Linked DNA regions of Mus musculus: region 1 is linked to region 2. The links are chromatin contacts, called in public Micro-C maps. All regions are on one chromosome and are shown on one strand. The core of a region is the stretch at or near the end of the contact, and the rest is flanking DNA. Distances in the headings are between cores, read along the strand shown. Region 1 holds the start of Hdac2 (histone deacetylase 2). Region 2 holds the start of Hs3st5 (heparan sulfate (glucosamine) 3-O-sulfotransferase 5).

Region 1 (6,626 bases), core at 1,454-3,953, 470 kb after region 2:
AGATGCATGCTATATGTGAAAGAAATTGTTATTAAACCAATACAATAATTAAGAATGCATGTCAATGTTAAAACAAATAGGCAACTAGGTGGGGAACCATTTATTTTCTGATTTGTTATTATTGTGTTGCACAGACTTTTCTCAGATTTTTTTAGTTGGGCAATTGGATACTGTCTTAGTTAGGGTTTTACTGCTGTGAGCAGGCACCATGACCAAGGCAACTCTTATGAGAACAACATTTAATTGGGACTGGCTTACAGGTTCAGAGGTTCAGTCCATTATCATCAAGGCAGGATCATGGCAGCGTCCAGGCAGGTGTGATCTAGGAAGAGCTGAGAGTTCTACATGTTCATCTGAAGGCTGCTAGGCGAAGACTGACTTCCAGGCAGCTAGGATGAGGGTATTAAACCCATGCCCACAGTGACACACCTACTCCAGCCTCTTCCCTGACATTTGAAGTTAGGTTCTACTGATGCAAGGAATAATAGCGGCTATAATCACTCTTATCAAAATGGATATTACATCTCAAATAGCATCTGCTCATATGGTTTAAATATTATTCCATGTGGATTATCTTTTTTTTTTATTGCTGAGAACTGTGGTTTTATTAATTGGTTTTTTTTTTGTTTGCGTTTTTTGTTTTTGTTTTTGTTTTTTTTAATGTCAAATGGTAAATTTTCATTTTATTTTATACTTTTTAAAAATTAGGTATTTTCTTCATTTACATTTCAAATGCTATCCCAAAAGTCCCCCATACCCTCTCCCCCCCAGTCCCCTACCCACCCACTCCCACTTCTTGGCCCTGGCATTCCCCTGTACTGAGGCATATAAAATTTGCAAGACCAAGGGGTCTCTCTTCCCAATGATGGCCAACTAGGCCATCTTCTGCTACATATGCAGCTAGAGACACGAGCTCCGGGGGTACTGGTTAGTTCATATTGTTGTTTCACCTATAGGGTTGCAGACCCCTTTAGTTCTTTGGGTATTTTCTCTAGCTCCCCATGTGGATTATCTTAAGAGGGTTTCAATAGTCACATAAGAAAGTCTCTCATTTTAGGGGTGAAGACCACTTTAAAAAAATTCAAATGGCTTGCTGAAAGCCACAGACACTAGAGAAATAATTATGTTTAGGGTAAAGTCGGCTTGTCCTCTTGTGAAACTGTGTCCAACGGAGACAAGCTGAGGAATTATGGGCAATGATAACATGTTAAATGTTGAGCTAAATGTATTAAAAAGCGCAAAAAAACAGGTGTGGTGGGGGAACAGAGGCTAGAAGTCTCCCTGAAAAAAATCAAGTCTTATTTCCTACTTCCCCCGTGTTTGGTCTGGGGAAGAACAATAGTGTTTGCTTAAGCATCTCATTCTGTTTTCAAAACCTTGCATGGTTGACTTGGGAACTGATAGAGAAAATGAAGCAAACAATACTCTGTAATCAACATTAACATCAAAGCTAGCTCTCTCCACTGTGGTCCCTGACCCAACCACGTTAATCTCCCAGGGTCTTGTTAAAACTGTAGGCTTGGGAGAGAAGTGGTTGTGGTGAGGGGTACCTTGGAGTAATTCTAAGTCTCTTGGGGTTAAGCCTGGAAGATTGGTGCTTTATGTATTAAGAGTCCTGGGGATCCGAAAGTAGAAAAATAATGATTTTTGTTAGTGACTCAGTATGGTTCTTACTTCAACACCTCCTCTTAAGGGAGGAAGTAGTGTGTGCATGTAGCTGGAATTTTAAATAATAACAGTTCAGGTGTGTGAGTATTTCATTAGACAGTCAGCTTCCATCCTTTATGCATCCTTTAAGCAGGTTGGTTTAGACAGGTGCACAATAAACGCCAGGCTATTAAACACAGGGACTCCAATATTTAAACCAATTCTTTTGAATTGTCTGGCTAGAAGCACATCCAGTCTGATAAAGTAGACAAAGCACGTGGAGTCTTGAAAAGTTCGACACCCCTTCGGTCCTCAGATGACTATTATTTAGCAATTGAGAGCACTATACTCCTTCTTTTGCCCACACCTATAAGGAGATGGACATGGCACGTACATCCCAGCACTTTTGACAGCTTTAAATGGTGTTTATTACGAGCAGGTATGGATGCTGGGAACAGTGCTTATACCGAGTCCTGGAAATGCTTATTAAACCCAGGAGATACAAGGAGTCTGCCATTAACCTCTCTGTAACTCAAGAGTAGTTATCAGGAGCCAATGAGGGAGAACAAGAGAATTGAAACACGTGGGAATATCGGACCACCAGGTAGCGGGTGTGTGTGTGGGGGGAGGCAGCCCTAGGGAGCTCTCAAGCCGAGGCCCCTCGGGGTCCCCGCGGCACGTGGCGGGCTCGGGCCGGAGCGTCGCGGCGGTGGGGGAGGGGAGCGGCATGAGCCCTGGAGGAGGGGTCTAGACTGCCCGGGATTCGTTTGAGCAGGCGCGGAGTGCGCAGGCTCGGCCCAGGCGCAACCAGTGCGCGTAAGACCGAGGGGTGAACCTCACTGCTGCGCGTCCGGGTCTCTGAGCAAGGGGCTAAAGTCCGCTTGTGCGCACCTCCGGACTGTGTGTGACTACCCGTAGAAACACTACTGTCGCCCTGGCCGGTGGCGTCCACTCCGTCCCGGTCGCTCCCTCCCGACCGTAGTTGTGGTGCCCCCCTCCGCGCAGCCGCAGTGGTCGCTCCCGCCTCGCAGCCCCGCCGCCCGGAGGCCTACCCCTGCCGAGTGTCGCGCGTCGGCGCCGCTGCCTATCCCGCTCTGTGCCCTACGGCCCTCCCGGCACCCGCCGCCGTCCCGCTCCGGGCTGCCCTTGCTCCGAGGGCTGCAGCACCGGCCGTCCCCGTCAGCCCTCTTGTCTGGCCGCCGGGCCGCGGCGGGCGGGAGCAGCCGGAGGAGGAGCCGCAGCCGGGAGGCGGCGGCCTGAGCCCATGGCGTACAGTCAAGGAGGCGGCAAGAAGAAAGTGTGCTACTACTATGATGGTGAGTGGCCGAGGAGCCTGCAGCCGGGATGCGGGGAGGGCGCGGCGGGGTGTCGGGGGTGGCAGCCCGCGGGGACACCAACACGGCCTACCCAGCGGTGGCGTCTCGGGGACGCCCGCCTTCGCTCCTCTCGGGTCCTCTCGGGCACACGCAGGTTTAGGGTGCACTGCCTCTGACCGGTCTCCCGAGGAACCCCAGTTGGCACCCTGGGCCTGACTGCACAAAGCTGGCGTCCTGGAGCTCCGCCCCACGTCCCTGTCCCCTCCCCCGCTCTCCCGGTCCCCCCTTCTCGCCCCCGATCTGTCCGCGCTGCGCTTCCAGCCTCACCCGGGACCCCGGCACCCGGGTGGGGCTGCGGAGGAGTTACTGCTGGCCGGTGGCCAAGTTCGCAGAGCGGCGCTGTCTCGCTGGTGTTTTGCGTGGACTACATCCCTCGCCTTTGTTCGCGTTCTTCGAGCTCCACTTTCTCAGGGTTCAAATGGAAGGGCTGCACTTCCTCGGTGACAATTAAGGGGTTTTGAGTTGGAAGTAGGTAGGTCGTTGGGAAGTGGTAGGAGAGAGGAAGCGTGCAGTTGTTCTTGTTTGATGGGTCCTGGCATGTCTCTATGGGAGGTTATTACCTCCCCCTTCTTTGTTGCTCTTTGTTCGATCTGCTATAATACCCTGCTCTGGGGGGTTAGGAAAGAACACCGGCATCTTGCTTAGGAACTCTTCTACTGTGGTGAAGACCTTGCTGCAGGAAACTTTGAGAAGTGGACTAAATATTCACAATGCAGTGAACGGTACAAGGTGACTGTAAGGATTTTCTAATTTGGAGTATAAGTAGTAATAGTCTCTGGGTTCAGTTACACCAAATGGAATGGTGCCCTGCCTATACAGATTTCACCCAAGACATCAATAGATAAACCATTGAGAGAAGTAATAAGGAAATTTGACAGAACTTTCGAAGCTCATTGATTGAACGCTTGATCTCCACAAAGCAATATGAAATTGGGAGCGTTTTCTGTAGTTGTATTGAAGTCACAGTGTTTGGAGAGGTAGATTAGAGAACTAGGCTGAATGAAACACTTAAACTTGTTAAAATAGTCGTGCATTTTCTTGGTTTGACAGAATCTTTTAATACAAGCTTTAAATAAAATAGCCACCTGTCATTGGCTGGAAAACCAAAAACCTTACAGAAAGCTAGGCCAAAATGGAAAAGGCTGTTTTGTTTTTTGAGACAGGCTCTAAGTTGACCTGGCTGTCCTGAAACTCACTGTGTAAATGAGGCTCTAACTCATAGAGATCCACCTGCCTCTGCCTCCCAGATCCTGGGATTAAAGATATGTGCCACCATGGCCTGGCTTAATTGGAAGTTTGAGAGGACTCAAACTGTATTGCATGTTTATTTGAAGTTACACCATCATGGAGAGCAGAGATGGGAGAGCATGTCGGTTTAAACATGAGTTACATTATGACGTTGGGGTCATAGCAAAGCCCTGACCTGCATTCTCTGATCCATTGGAAATTACAGCCTTTCTAAAGTAAAGTCCTGCTCTTGTTAGAGTCAGGGGAAAGGTTGAGCTGTTGGGGAACAGCTCAGTCTCTTCAGCTGTCAGCTTCTGTCATCAGTGATGAACTCTAAGTCCCATTAACTTTCACCAGGCCTGATGGAGAACCAGAGAGGACTCTCTGTCTTGAACAGCTCCTTCCTGGCTTCATGCGTAGGGATGAGCCTTTGCTGAGGAGTGGGATAGACATTGGTCATGGAGATAAGGTGTGGAGGGAGGCATTTTTCAGTCATGTGATTTTCGACTTATGCCCATGCAGCTGCTTTACCTAGTTGTGAGTGACCAACTGTATAATTGATGGTGGAAATCTGCTGAGTTATCTATCTGTGGTTCTTACTTGACTTGTTTTTAGAATGTACTTAACTTATTTTTATTCTGACTATTTGCATTTGGGGGACGCTAACAAAAATTGAAGATATATAAATTGGTGTCATAGTTAAGCTAATTAACATGTCATAGCATGCTAGACTACAGAGAATTCTCTGCAGAGAATTCCCTTCACGTCTGACTTGATTACAGAAACCCTCTTCTTGTTAGTTTATAAAGGTAGCAGCAATCTTTAATTGTCTTTATTAAATTCTAAACAAGAGGAGCAAGTAAAGTGACTTTTGTACCAAGAAAGTGCATGACTTTCAGACGCATGCAGGGTTGGGTTGGTGGAGAACCCGGCCAGTAGGATTGGGGCTCGAATAGTATACTAGTCTTATGTTAGTGCTTTTAACTTGGTTGGTAGGGGAGGAGATCAGGAAAGGAGGAGGTTAACGGGGCACTAGGCACCCAGAGAGCCTCTTGACAACTCATGTGAGTGTTTTCCTGCTAAGACTGTGTGCTTAGTGAAGAATACTTCTGAAGATTGAATATGGTTTTCTCCGTGTGTGCTGCAGTCTTCAGAATTGTACTTGTAGGGTCTCTGTGCCACTGATCTGTGAACTTTCAGATAGGAGCGTATGAACTATCCCTAAACCTCACAAGAGAAATCAGAGTTGTTCTTAGTGGACTGTGACTACTGACTGGTCATCATAACTCCCAGAAACACATTTCAGAATGTTGGCTAATCTCTTACTAAACTAAAAGACAAAGATCGGTAAATGATATAAAGCTAATTATGTGTCTACACTGAGATCCTTTCTGACCTCTTTCCCGTTTTTCTCAAAGTGTAATTGAGCAGATGGGGCTACATTTAGTTCTAATTGCAAGGCTCAGGCTTTTAATACTTTATCTAGAAATATAAACTTTGCCTGGTTTAGAGTGAAGCTTGGGACCAATCATGTAGTGCCTTCTAATGTATAGTGTATAACAGAATTGAATGTATGCATAATTTATGTAATTAGACACCAATTGCTTTATGCTTTGTTTATTTTCTCTGATAGAGATAATCAGAATCAAAATGTTTGGAGACATAGTCCAGAGGAAAGCACGTGGCAACAAAAATATAGAATATAACAATTACTATAATTATATTTCCCAGTGTACTCCTAAGTTTCTTAACAGATACAAGAGTACTACAGAGTGGCCATCGGTTGTCAGATTTATTTTACTTTTATTTAAAATGTGTGTGCTTCTTGTGTATGCCTGGTGCCCTTGATGTTTAGGAGTGGTTGTGAGCTACCACGTAGATGCTGGAAACCAAATTTGGGTCTTCTGGAAGAGCAATAAATGCTCTTAAGCTACTCTCCAGCCTGTCCGTTCCCACTATAACAGTAGGCAGGAGGATGGTTAGGCTTCTGCCACTTATAGATGAAAACAGGTGGACACTTCATATTCTCCACATGGGTTTTCTTTCCCCACATAGGTTTCTGTTTTAATGTCTAAGAAAGATTCGTACCTAGAATACAAAGATTTTATTTTTCTTTTGCAGAGTTTTGTTCTTCTGTCCCTAAAAAAATGTATTAATAATTGGTTTTTTTCTTAGCAAAATTAAATGTTAGTAAATTCTTAAAACACATGGAGTTGGTGAACAAAAGGAAAATTTCTTACATTAGCAAAATGAAATGTGAAGTCATTAAGTAACGGTTTGGGCTTTTTTAAGGCCGCCATTGCTATGGATAATGACACCGAGATTTATTTCTGTTTAGTAATAAATGCCTAGGCCTTAAGCTAGGCCTACTCCCAA
Region 2 (6,199 bases), core at 2,912-5,411:
GTGCCCCAGTTGGAGTGTAATTTTGAAATATAGAAAATATGGCAGATTAATTATATGTTTAACAGTCACCAAATGTTCCCATGCCTCTGTCTGTATATCATATTTTAAGCACATTCTTGGAATGTATGGATGTCCCTAAACTAGAATGATTTTGAAGTATTTACATCATGGAAAGAGGGTTTGTTTTAGGAGCCAGGGGCTGTTCACAGGTTAATATTTTATTATAACTATCTGAGTTGTATTACACAAAAATACTATTTTGCTATTTAAAGAAGGAATTCATGTCATCCCACTACAGACTGTAACCTTAACTTCATCTGAAAAAAAATAGTTTACAACATAAGCAATGTACTTAAAGGCTCTAAGAGTTAACATGTGCATGTCTTTAGAAGCTATTTTGCTATAATACTGTGAAAATATGAAAGTTTTCTTAATTTTTTTCTTTTTGTAAATTTTTATTTTTTCATCAGATATTTTCTTTATTCACATTTCAAATTTTATCCCCTTTCCTCATTTCCCCTCTGAAAACCCCCTATCCCATCCCCCCTCCCCCTGTTCACTAACTTACCCTCTCCCACTTCCCTGGCATTCCCCTACACTGGGGCATCAAGCCTTCACAAGATCAAAGGCCTCTCCTCTCCTTATGTCCTCTGCTACATATGCAGTTGGAGCCATGGGTACCTCCATGTTTACTCTTTGGTTGGTGGTTTAGTTCCTGGTAGCTCTGGGGGTACTGGTTGGTTCATATTGTTGTTTCTCCTATGGGCCTGCAAACGCCTTCAACTCCTTGAGTCCTTTCTCAAGCTCCTCCATTGGGGACCCTGTGCTTAGTCCAATGGATGACTGTGAGCACCCACTTCTATATTTGTCAGGCACTGACAGAGCCTCTCAGGAGACAGCTCTCTCCCTCTCCCCCTCCCCCTCCCCCTCCCCCTCCCCCCCCTCTCTTTCTCTGTCTTTGCCCTCCTGTCTGATATTAAGTAGTCTGTCTTTCCTGTGCTTTTCTGCTATACGTTCAGTGTATCCCTCTCTGACTCATTCTGTCATATCTTTCTCTGTTTTGTCACCTTGTCTGCCCCTCAATTAGACATCACTTCAAACAAGGCTGCTTCCTTCTACAAACTACATACCTTCATTGCTAGGGATATACTAAGGGTATATCTGTATTCCAGCCAGATCATACTGTAATACAGGGCGTGTCTACATTCTGGCCAGATCGTATCTTTGGATGTAGTCCCTTGCCAGAGCAGTCATCGTAACAGATAAAAATGCCTCTACAGAGGCAGAGAGAAAGCTAACTGGAAATGTTGTGGATTTTTGACCCCACCCAAGTGACACACCTCCTCCAACAAGGTCACTCCAAGTAGGCCACTCATCCTAATGCTTCCCAAACTCCTAGGTTCCACTAACTGAGGAGAAAGCATTCAAATATATGAGCGATGTAGACCATTATCTCTTTCAAACAACCACACACAGCAAAACATAGTACAAAAAATTCTCTTCTTTCATATAAAAAACATTCCACTAGATTCAGCATAAAGAAGCAGATATAGAGTGTGTCTTCTAAGAGAAGACCTGGGACCAGCACTTCTCCTAAGGTTGCTATAGGTCTCCCTCCATGTAACTTAGTCTTCTAGTGGGTGCCTGCTTAGTCAACTGATTCCAGGTGCTGGTTACAGCTCATTGAAATAAATACAAATCAATTTTTGGAGGTAAAACAGTTACCCCTCCCCAATTTCTTAAAACGACAAACATTTACAAAACATGGGGAGGGCACTCTCTATTAGAAGTTGTGAACTGAATATTGCTTAATGGTTGTATTTTTGAGTCAAGAGAGCATGATTGTTCAGGAGAAAAAAATCATTAGCAAATGAACATTCTAATTAACCACGTGTTTTCATTGATGTGCTTCATTTGGCTTTTGTGATTAAGCTTTTTCCAAAAGCATCAAATCTGTGACTGTTTTCAAAATTAAATTTTAAAAATATTTTCTGGAAATGCCGCTTTGGGTGGAGATTAGCTTTTGGGAGCTCTGCGTTTTGTGTCCCTTAACCTTGTCTTCCGCCACTAAGTGAGCGAATGGTGCTGGCTGGAACCATGCTTCAGATTGTCGAATCTACCAGGCTTTATTTAGCCTGAAGGCTAACCCTTTGACAGTAAGGCTAAATCTGTGACACTTTCCAAGTTCATCAGCTACTCAGGCTAAGGATTCTCTGAGGAAAAGTTAGAGGTTTTGAGAATGCATAGCCTTCTTGCAGGCTCCCTCCTGCTAGACATCACCCTGAGAGAGGAATGAAATAGATACATTTTACCCATCCTCTTTCCGCTAATCTTCCTCTTCCAAAGAATGTGTGTATCAATAAATAGATTATAGAAATAAACATTTAAATGGGTAGTTTGCTAATTAAAAGGATTGATAGGCAGAATAATGCATTCTTCAAAATCTATTATCATGCCTTTCTGAACTTTATTGCTTTTCAGCACTTTTCCTACTCAAGAAAAACAATATAGCAACATTTGCTCAGAAAAAAAAAAAAGCAAACTGTTTCTCTTCCTTTCGTATTACTTTTATTGTTTGAGATTTCTTTTAGACTATAATGTGGCATTGTGATTTTGAGATGGAAAAGAAATCCCTTGTCTTTCAAACATAAGAATGTGATTGGGTGCTATTGTTGCCAATGATGAGCTAAAGAGGTTAATGGATCACAGAGCTGGCAAACAGCCATCTCTCCTACTGCTCCTTACATTACACAATATACATGTGGATGCTGCTGCTGAGCTTATGATTTTTTTGAGTAGATGGTAAATAAGTTTATGGAAATTTAACTTATCTCTTCTGGAACTCAACAGTCGTGTCGTCCCCCCCCCCCCCCCCAGGCTGATAACTTAAAAATGGACTTTGAGATCTGAGCTCATGACCTTTGAGGATAATGATAAAGATGGGTCCCTGAAAGAAAGTGGGGCTGCTTCAAAATGAGAACCCAGAAACACGCTGTCTTATGGATTGCTGCCTACCTTTCATTTCTAGATAGACAGAATTAACACAGTGTGGTTGCAGTAACAGAAAGGATTGATATGCCGATTCTTTCTACTCTAGTGCACTGAGCAATAATATTGTGATGTCTTCCTAAAGGACTTGTACATTTGTGCAATGAAAAGTATTCAAGAAGCAGACTACCTCTACAGAAACAACCAGAGAAAGAAGGAATGGAAGGATAAACCATGTTTGATTATTTGTTCAGGCTACCCCCATGAGAGGGGGTAGTAACAATTTCCTTGTAATTGTGGTTAGTCAGGGATGCTTTTTGAGAATAGAAATTAGGAGGGAAGCACCGTAAATAAGCTTCCAGGTGGGCCCTCTTCCACCAGCAAAGAAGCTGAATCCAGCAAATCGACTCAGTTCCCTGGCCTGCCATTTTGCTGGAGGCAGAGGCTAGGACAGAGGAACTAAATTCGAAAGGTGAGTGTGCCTCTGGGTTTTGGAACTCCAGACCCACATGAAGGCTGAGACCAGAGCTCCTCTTTCCTACTAGGCAGTGATCGCCCCCTGTGACTCTGAAGGCACACAGCAGCCCAAAGCACCGTGGCTGACGCCACCAGCCCCTCCTATCCTCTGGCACTCTCACCTGGCATGCTGAAGTCAATGTAGTCTCTCTGGAAACCTGTGTGACCCCTCTCAAGCTCTGGGTCTGACTCCCAACTATCACAGCAGAGATCTGTCACACCTCCTCAGGAACCCGGTCTCTTCAATCTCTAAGTATCAAATTAATTATCTGCCAGCCCAGTAACCCATTCAAGGTTCTCAAAGCTGTGATCTTAGATTGCTCAGGAGCCCTGACCACCCACCTTACAGCTACAGCGTGCTAGCCAAAGCTCTCCGCTCCCGGGTGGGACGTGTTGTGGCCCAGCCTCATGTCCTCCGCCTCCCAGTATATCCTCTTCCCTCTTCAACCCCTAAGGCCAGGCCCTGCCCCTGCCTATTGGAGCTATGGTGCCTGCTCCCACCTCCGTTCCAAAGACACCTGCGCTCCATTCCCCACCCTTTTCCTCCTCCCCCTTTTCCTCTAGGTCCCTCTGCTGCCTTTAGGAGCACAGGAGCGGCTACGAGGGGAGGAGCAGAAGAAGGAGGGGAGCGCGAGGAGGAGAAGGGGCGGGGTGGGTGGGATGAGAGCTGGGAGGGTGTGGACTGGCAGCCACTCTGCAGCTGGCCGCCAGGGACCTGGTCCCTCCCGCGAGCCGAAGTGATGGAGGGGAAGATATCTTCTTAGACATACGCGCGCGCGCACATCCCGCTGGGCACGTCTCCGGGAGGCTGCAGCCGGCTCCAGCGCGCCAGGGACCGGGCGGCGGCTGTGACAGCGCGAGAGGCGGGGAGTCCGCGGTCCGCACAGCTTGGCACAGGCCACCGGAGTACGCAGGGAAGGAAGATCTCAGCCTCACTGACTGTTGCTCTTTTGGAGGCATCTCCAAGGACCGAGCTTTCTGAGATTGTCACTGCGGACGCCCGAGGCTTTGCCCCTCGCCTGCGGAGTCCGGGTCAGCGTCGGTGCCCGCGCCGGGCGAGGAGAATGCGAACCTCCTCCCGCAGAGCTCCTGCGGTCCCCTTCACTGCGCGAACTAAGGCTCCCGCAGCTGCCCCTGGCGTGCTCGCGCCGCGGGAGCGCGCCCTGCCGCACCTGGCTCCAGTCTCCTAGGGAAGTGCGGGAAACGTGCCCTAAACTCCACTACTTCTCTTCCCCTCCTTTGGCTTGCAGCTCCCCGCCCAGGACACCATAGCCGCCTCTGTCGCCGCCCGAGTGGAAGCCCGGGTACTGTGCTGCTTGTTTGCTCTGCTCGCCGGCTTGCTCCTAGCTGAGCATCCCAAACTACTGGACAACTGCCACTGCGATCGCGGGAACCACTTGGTGACCCGGGGCGACTGGCCTGGGCCACCACTTTCCAAGCCGAGGCTGTCACCACTAGGGACGAAGGTGAGTGAGCACTGCGCGCTGCTCGCCTGGTGCGGGAGAGAGGGTAGGGGGCTCGAAGCTCGGACTTTCTGAATTTAGGAGAAAGTGATAAGCGAAGTCACCTAGAGGAGGCATCCTTTTGCCCCACTCACTTTGTAGGGCGCGGCTTTTCTAGGCGCCTCCTGGGGAAGACTTTGAGCCTCTTGCTGGGGTAGGGGTTAAACTAATAGGACAAGAGAAACAGAAGGAGCAATTGCTTGAGCGAATTTAGCAGTCTGCCTCCAAGACTGTCCCCCCCGCCCTTCTGTCTGCCTGTCTGTCTTGCTCTGAGACCTACATCCAGCGCTCCCCTAGAATCAGATGCAGAACGCACAGTCACTGATGATGATCGCTCACAGTTTGGGATTCTGCTTGGCCACTTCTCCGCTAGTTGTGTACTGTTATTTGAAGTTATACGGTGGCTTTAAGGGGAGTGGGCTGCCCTGAAGTCCACGCAAAAAGCAGACAGGGTGAGCAGAGGTAGTTCCACTACCGCGGAAGTGGGTGCCTACTCTTTGAAGAAGACCCGACCGCTCCGCTCCTAAGATTCCCATTTCCTCAAGCTTCAATCTGCTTAACCCTTTCCACTCAAACCCAAAACAACAACACACACACAAACTCGCGCGCGGGATGAGTGCAATCGTGGGAGTGATCAAATTATTATTTCTAAGAAGTCTGCAAGCCGCTGTGACCCACTACAGCATACTGCCTCCTGGACTTAGCACACTGCCTAGTAAAGAAGGATTCTCCCCCGCCATCCCCGCCCCACTGCCTGATGTTGATGACTTTAGTGTTTATGGTTCCAGGAGCACACCAAGCGAACCTCTAGCGCTACTGCTACTAAGTCATTCCAGCTCTGTGGGCATAGGTCTTGGGCATCCCTCCTTTAGTGCTTTCACCCAAGAATGTGAGTTCTGGGGTGTTCTTTCCTTCCTTAGTGTTCTCTCTCTCTCTCTCTCTCTCTCTCTCTCTCTCTCTCTCTCATTTCATGGGAAATGCTAGTCTTTTCAGGGGATATTTAATGTCTGTAAAGTGCTTTACATCGTATTACTATTACTTTGTGGCTATATTTAATTGCCCTGTGACTCTCTTCTGATTGATGTAAGCTGAGCCTGATAAATGGCGTGCAGGGTCTTGAGTTGGAACAAAAAGGGCAGGCATCCTCTCTTCCTTTGCATTCTTCCTCTGCAAACTGCTTTGTTGACAGCCTT

What was found. Hi-C and Micro-C count contacts between places; a contact is called where the count stands out from the background.
Region 1: a contact with region 2 is called in a Micro-C map of embryonic stem cells, with 5 times the contacts expected there. The contact joins the promoter of Hdac2 here to the promoter of Hs3st5 in region 2. A contact is called at or near these places in 1 of 39 promoter capture datasets (embryonic stem cells), 2 of 484 Hi-C or Micro-C datasets (both in embryonic stem cells) and 1 of 115 datasets of contacts at active chromatin or transcription factors (embryonic midbrain).

The regions. Positions count from the first base shown.
Region 1 is chr10:36,971,841-36,978,466 of GRCm38.p6, forward strand. It overlaps Hdac2 (histone deacetylase 2), which reads left to right and starts at 2,704. Exons shown (of 14, transcript NM_008229.2): 1 at 2,704-2,963. The coding sequence starts at 2,912.
Region 2 is chr10:36,502,646-36,508,844 of GRCm38.p6, forward strand. It overlaps Hs3st5 (heparan sulfate (glucosamine) 3-O-sulfotransferase 5), which reads left to right and starts at 4,162. Exons shown (of 5, transcript NM_001253356.1): 1 at 4,162-4,970.